Regions from separate parts of the Mus musculus genome. Here region 2 is linked to region 1. The links are chromatin contacts, called in public promoter capture Hi-C maps. All regions are on one chromosome and are shown on one strand. The core of a region is the stretch at or near the end of the contact, and the rest is flanking DNA. Distances in the headings are between cores, read along the strand shown. Region 1 has its middle 11 kb from the start of Pramel7. Region 2 holds the start of Olfr1166 (olfactory receptor 1166).

Evidence for each region. Promoter capture Hi-C pulls out the DNA fragments that hold promoters and counts their contacts.
Region 2: a promoter capture Hi-C map of embryonic stem cells shows a contact between it and region 1, with 2.7 times the contacts expected there. The contact joins the promoter of Olfr1166 here to the enhancer-like site in region 1. A contact is called at or near these places in 4 of 39 promoter capture datasets (the 3T3-L1 cell line, embryonic stem cells and hippocampal neurons) and 2 of 9 other capture datasets (embryonic stem cells and liver).

Annotation. Positions count from the first base shown.
Region 1 is chr2:87,479,524-87,483,216 of GRCm38.p6, forward strand. No RefSeq gene overlaps it. Among named protein-coding and RNA genes, the nearest start is that of Pramel7, 11 kb to the right of the region's middle. Within about 2 kb of position 1,883, at least 9 of the 459 cell types and tissues checked have an H3K27ac peak or open chromatin away from gene starts, as enhancers often do. A contact at or near this core is called in embryonic stem cells, where this site is marked.
Region 2 is chr2:88,122,974-88,126,666 of GRCm38.p6, forward strand. Olfr1166 (olfactory receptor 1166) reads right to left here and starts at 2,020. Exons shown (of 1, transcript NM_146650.2): 1 at 387-2,020. The coding sequence starts at 2,010. The coding sequence ends at 1,060.

The DNA.
Region 1 (3,693 bases), core at 633-3,132:
TGCAGATGTCTGAGTTCCAGGCCAGCCTGGTCTACAAAGTGAGTTCCAGGACAGCCAGGGCTATACAGAGAAACCCTTTCTCAAAAAAAAAAAAAAAAAAAAAGTTTCAGGACACCCAAAACTCTATGTTAAGACCCTGCTTCAAGAACAGAATGGGATTTGATACAGGATTGTGGCTCGCACTTACCCAGATCATCAGGAAACTGAATAGGTATCACCTCTTCTGGACAAACTAGCAACCAATGAGGCAAGCATAGCTCTGTACCCTTGCCCTTCAGTGCTCTAGGGACTGAGGTGGCTGATCTCTGTGAATTCAGGACTGCCCTGGTTTACAAAGTGGCTTCCAGGCTAGTCATGTCAGGGTACTGAGATCCAGTCTCCACAAATATGTGGGCTGGAGAGATGACAGCTCAGGTGTTTAGAGCACGGAATGCTGTTTTAGAGGACCTGAATTCAATTCCCAGCATCAATTTCGAGTAGCACATAACTATCTCAACCTCCAGATCCAGAGGGATTCAACTCTTGTGGCCTATGTGGCACCTTCATCCCTGCGAACATTTCTCAGCAGAGACAAGCACAAACACATAACTAAAAATAATAAAAACAGATCTTTAAGACATGGGATAAATGAATCTATCCCTATATAAATTTAGTAAATAAATAAATAAATGTATAAGTGTGGACTAAAAGTAAATAAAGAAAATTTCTAAGCAGTATTTTGTTTATGCTCAGCAAACTGATATTTTCTTGTGATTAAAGGTGCAAAAGTGCCTTAATATTTTTAAAAGTGTATCTACTTTATGTGTTATGAGTGTTTTGCCTACATGTTTTGTCTGTGAACCCAGCATACAAGCTGGTGCTTATGGAAGCCAGAAGAGGGCACTAGACTTCCAGGATTGGGAGTGACAGAGGAATTTGAGCCAACATGTTAGTCCTTGGAATTGAACCCCAGTCCTCTAGAAGAGCATATATCCAGTGCCCTTAGCTGCTGAGAAACCTCTCTAGTACCTCATTTAGAAAATTTTTATAATCTCTTATTTTTCTATGATACCCACACAATAAAGGTAAGCACTTTCCCTACTGAGCCATATCCCAAGCCCTTTCATAATTTCTTTAGTCATTATTTTTATATTAGTTATACATTTGTATGTCAGTAATATATACGTATATTCATTCATATTGATTTTACTGTGTAATACAGGCTGCTCTGGGATTCTTGGAATATACAGGCTAGTAGCAAATAAAAGGGAACCTGCCTGCCTGCCTGCCTGCCTGCCTACCTGCCTTAGAGTTTGGTTATAGGCATGAGCCTGTAGTAATGGGTTGTTTCTGGTTTTATGAGTAGGGGCTGGACATGCATCCAGAACGAGCCTCTAACTTGCGCGGTGAACCACACTGGCATCCAACAAATGAAAGGCCATCCTTAGTATCATAAATGTACCACCAACCCTGGCCTACAAACCAGGTTGGAAACATTTGCATTGGATAAGGCAAGCAGTGATAATTTTGTGTCACCTTAAACAGGGTATCATCCCATCCCCGCTGATTCCCTTTAGGTAGACTCAGTGGTGACTGAATAGGGTAACAAAATCTCCGGGAAGGAAAGCAGTGACTCTAGGCTCTAAGATTCTAACATTCTCCATTTCCTTATCTGAGGTTTATTTTTAGTTGTTTTCCTGCTTGGTTTTGTATGTACAGTTTTGATATAAGATAAGCTATCAAGTCCCAAAAGCTATCAGTTAATAGTGTAACTGAAGGTGACCCTGAACTTCAGGATCTTTCGGCCTTTCTCTCCCAAATGCAGGAATTTCAGGTATTCGCCCTTATCTACACCACTGTGGCTGTTGAACCTTTAGACTCCACCCTTTAGACTCCACCCTTTTCTAAAAGTGGCTTCCAGTAATGACCAGATTCCGGAATCCCCACCCAACTCATCTTCCTCGGGTCCTAGAGAATCTGGGAATTCATTGCATTAAATGTGTCATCCAGAGGTGGCAATAGTTAGGGACAAGGTGAAGACAGGATCCTATTTCATGTCCCACCTCATGAGCACTGACTAGAGGTTGCTGATACTGGGCCAATTTGGGAAGGGAAAAGCCTGCCTGGCCTTTATGAGATCATGTTTCATAAATAATTTTGATTTTGAGTGAAGAGCAGTATCAGCAGCTACAATCAGCTGAGCAAAGATACTCTATGTCTCAGTTCCAGGGTCTTTAGCCCAAGCTGGATCTGGCAGATGAAACAGATGTGGAGGAGGACATGATCTCCTCTGGTGGGGATGTCCTCATGACCAAGTTCTACTTGTTCACTCAATTATCCTTTAGAACCTCAGCGCCACAAGAAGTCGAGATTGGAAGTGAGAGCTTGCCATGAAGAACAGGTTAGGATGTCATTGTCTCTCTCCCATGTAAACTATACCAGAAAGACCTAAGACCATATCTGATTGCATGACACACACTGGGCTTCCTGATAATATACTGTAGTAACTGAACTTTGTAGGTATCTGCATCTATCACTATCTGTATGGCATTATAGGGCTTAGTCCCCTACACTAGCAGTCCTAGCCAGCCCTATGCTAAGGAGAGAACCTAGTAACAAAGTGGAAATGGCCACTATTTTAACCTGATTGTTTGGAGGTGTTAGCTTATTGAAGACATTCTCCCCAGAGTAATATGTCACTCTAGGTATGAGCTGCACTAGAACATAAAAATCCTCAGTCCTACTTTCAAAAATATATGGAGTTAGCCACCAAGTATTCTCTGGGGGCAGCATGTATCCTGTAACAGTAGGATTTACAGTGCAGTTGTAGAGATGGGAATAGTTTATGGGTACCTTATTTTCAATGTAGATCCCCTGACCAGTAACCAACAGTTCTATATTAAGTCCAGGAAGAGAGTAGTTAAGAACTGGCAGTCATTCTATGCCAGCCACTGTGAACTTGATGACAAGTTTGTTACATCGCCCCCTATGGGTACCCAGTTAGTAAGGGAGCTAGTGGCTGGTACATCAAAGCATAAGAAGCAACCAGGTAGGATCAGGAACACTGGAATCCTTGTTTCAGTGGGTGGACAGGGTGTGAGGTGACATTCGATTATTCTTGTAGTGGTACATCTGGAAGTCTCCTCCACTGGGAACTCAACCTTTCTATCATCTTTCTCCTGGAATGGTACTGGAATGCCAGAATTCCCCTAAGGTACTTTAAGTCAGGCCTACAAGCTCACTTGGTTGACTTTAATGTGGGGGTGATCTACCCAAATCTGAACCACCTTAACAACCATAGGTATGGTCAGGATCACAGTATGAGGTCCTTTCCAGCAAGGTTCTAGGGTCTTGTGGTTGTCTCTTTTTAATCTAGAATTTGACCACTTGGTTTAAAGCAATGGGGATTAGAGAGAGGAGCAGACTCATAAACCTGGTGGTGATTATATTTAGCTAAGATATCACACTGGAGGATAGGTAGCAAGGGCTGTGACCTCCATAGAAGATCTCCAAAGTATGGGGACTTAAAATATAAGGGGTGTTCCTAGCCCTATATAAGGCATAAAGGAAGAGAAGAGATACCCAGTCACACACAGCCAGTTTCAGGAGTTAATTTGTTCAAGGCCTCCTTCAAGGTCCGATTCAGAACTCTGAACTCTGGTGTCTATATGTACAATGTAATTTCCAAGTGGTCCCCAGATCCTGTGTTAGAGA
Region 2 (3,693 bases), core at 770-3,269, 640 kb after region 1:
GCTGTGTTCCACTCACCAGAGGTCTTAGGATCCCGTGGGGAGTCCCGTGTGGGCCCTTGCGGGTGTTGGGCAAGACTCTGCTGGCAAGGTAGCCAGTGGCTCGAGTCGAGCGGAAGGGACTTGTGCCCCAGATCAGGCCTGGGTAGCCTGCTTCCCTATGTACCGCAGTCTCATGTTCCGCGCGATTGGATTGGGGCAGGCACTGTGTACCACTCACCAGAGGTCTTAGGATCCCGTGGGGAGTCCCATGTGGGCCCTTGCGGGTGTTGGGCAAGACTCTGCTGGCAAGTTAGCTTGGGGCTCGAGTCGAGCGGAAGGGCGATTAATTTCTTAGTAATAAAATCAGGGAGAGAATGCACAATCAAATATACAAATTAGTAATAAGATTTTATCATTGAATAATTGATTTATTTGCTATTACCATAAATGGAGCAATTAATTATATCATTTTTGCCTCACCATTTAAACACAGTATATTGTTATCTAGAATTGGTGGGAAATAGAAGCAGTATTTTGGAATTAATGACTTTCTTTATATAAGATGATGTTTTCATAATACAAAACACAAACATACATATGATTGCTTTATGAAATAAGATAAAAAATTAAAGCAAAGTAAAATTTACACAATACAGCACAGAGACAACTTTGTGAGTTAAGAGCACAAGAGTATGGATTCCATCAAGATAACTATCATCTGAATTTAAAGATATCTTAGAAAACCAACTGCATATTAAAAAATGTAATTAATGAATTCTGCTTCAAACTTCTGAATCCTACCATCCACAGTGTCTAGAAGTGAAGTTTCTAAATATTCCCTATTCTGAAATTTATTACACTGTGTCAAATTACACTATATTTATATAAAATAGAGAAAATGTAAATGCATGTGAACTAACAAAAGTACTACAGTCTCCCACCCAACTCTTACCACTCTTTGCCTCTCAATGTATCTCTGTCTTACTGTGTGCCTATATCTGAGTCTTGCCATCACATACACACACAGAGACACACACACCCACAATGCACATGCATGTATATGCAGAACAATATTCATAATTATGTCAAGTGAGAGTGCAGTTTTGAGCTGATAAGTCTCCTGACTGTGTCCTTCACATCTTTATTTCTAAGGCTATAGATAAGGGGGTTCAACATAGGGATCATGATTGTATAAAGAGCAGTGGCCACTTTGACAAAGAGCCGTGAGCTGTTTGAGTTGGGAACACAGTACAGGAGGAGTATGATCCCATGGAAGATTGATATGGCAGTCAGGTGGGAAGTACAGGTGGAGAAGGCTTTTCTCAGTCCTCCTTTGGAAGGCATCTTTATAATAGTGACAACTATGAACACATATGATGCTAGAGTGATCAGGACACTAGAAGATTCACTAACTATAGCAATGACTAAGGATGTCAACTGGCTAAAGGAGGAGTCAGAGCAAGACACAGAGATGACAGCGGAGTACTCACAGCCAAAGTGATTGATGATGCCATATTCACAATAGGAGAGTTGCAAAAGGGTATATAGAAGTATCACAGTACATAGTCCACCAATCATATATGTCCCAGCTACTAGCAGAGCACAGAATTGAAAAGGCATCACAACTGTGTAGAGTAGGGGATTACAAACAGCCACAAACCTGTCATAGGCCATCACTGCTAACATGAACATTTCTGTAATCACGAATGTACAAATAAAGAAAAATTGTACCATGCATGCTTTGAAAGATACAGTCCTATCTTCCATGATCAAGATCTGCAAAAGTTTGGGTGTAAATACACTAGAATAGCATATATCTAAAAATGATAGGTGGCTAAGAAAAAAGTACATGGGTGTGTGAAGTTTGGGATTGACCTTTATAACCACAAGTATGCCCAGGTTCCCCACCAATGTTACTGAGTAGATGGCCAAGAACAGGAGGAAGAGGGGTTTTTGGAGCTGTGGATATTCTGAGAAACCAACCAAGATGAATGTGGTCGCAGAAGTCTGGTTCATCACTTCATAAGCCATCACTTTTCAGATTATAAAAGAAGAGAGAAATAAAACTTAATGGAACTTGAGAGAGTGGAGCAGTAGAATCTCCTGTGAATCATGTGAATCATGGAGTAAGATGACAATTTATTCCATTTGTGAATGTTCTGCCTTGTTATGGGTTCTTATGTGGGCAGTCAGTGATCAGTAATTTAGGACATTGTCCTTTGTTCTTCACTATTGTATTTTTATCATCTGTAATAAGATGGGATACTCATCAGTATCATTCTACTAAAATTATGTTCATATGCTTATATAAATAATAGATCCATTTATTTAATGCTATATTACTTCATGATAAAATAACATTACAGTCATCAGAAACATATTGCAAAGTTATGTAAGCACTGACAAGATTGCAGTGGCCATTAGTCCAAGTTAGAGTATATTTGCCCACTCTAAATACCCAATATATGGTTACAAATGCCAAGTGTATGACACTAAATGGAAGAATATTACAACCATCTTGAAATTTTCATATTTCTTACCTTTAGCAAACCATCATTCATTGTGTTTATATATTAAAAGAGGACATAACCAGCTATTTGTCAGCAATTAAGAACAACAAAAAACACTTTAGCATGAAAAAATGTTAGAATCTATTTTTAATAAAAATAAATATTTAATTTCAAACAATTAAAAATGCTTTAGTCATGTGGCCAAATTAAGAGCATGGCATGAGAAAAATTAATCATGTTCAAGGTTAAACACCGTGAATATTCAATGTATTCCTGAAAGATATTAGATAATAATTACAGTTTCTTTTGTTGGGTATGAAGAGAACTGACACATCTTTTATTCTCAGTCTTAACAACAGATTGTTTCCTTTAATTCAAGTTACTATTATTCCCTAGAATAGACCATCATGTACACAGTCACATTCCTATTTGCATTGGGGATTATTGGACCTCTTTCAGTCTTGTGTTGAACCATTATTTAGTCAATCACATATGATAATGAGAAAATCTTATCTATTAACTTAGATTACTTCTGTCTTGCAATTACAAAATTTGAAAAGTCTCTGAGTAGTAATCTGCTACCACTATAAATAACTTTGATAAAACAATTATATACATATTTAAGAGTTCTTTAATACTCATTGCAGAATGACCACCCAGAATAACATATGTTACACATATGTTAATTAAATGACCTAAGTAATTTTCTGATCTCAATACACGGCACAGCAGATTTAAATTAAAAGGATACCTAGCAATTTACATTTCTTTTATTCTCTCTTTATTAGCAAAATTTCCATTATTTTCTCAATAGTTACATTCCTCATATCTAAATACCATGGTTTAATTTTGTTACTATATAATTCCAAACACTGACTATAATTAATTCTATGTATAAATGTGTATCATAGAATATACAATTTCTTCTTATTATTGATATATATATTTATAACATTTGTTTTTTTATGAGCCTTATGTTTTATTTTGAAGGCCCCTGAATAATTAGAATTCAGGTATACTTTCATGTGTATTTACAAATATTTCAAGTTACAACACTTAGTCTTTTTAACTAAAGAAATAGCTTTACACTTGTTCTTTTGTTTTTGTTCCCTCCTTTATATCCTGATCTTCCCTAGACTTTTTTCCTTTTTACTTTTTTTCTCACACTAGGTAATCTCTGTCTCAGAATACATAAACAATTTCT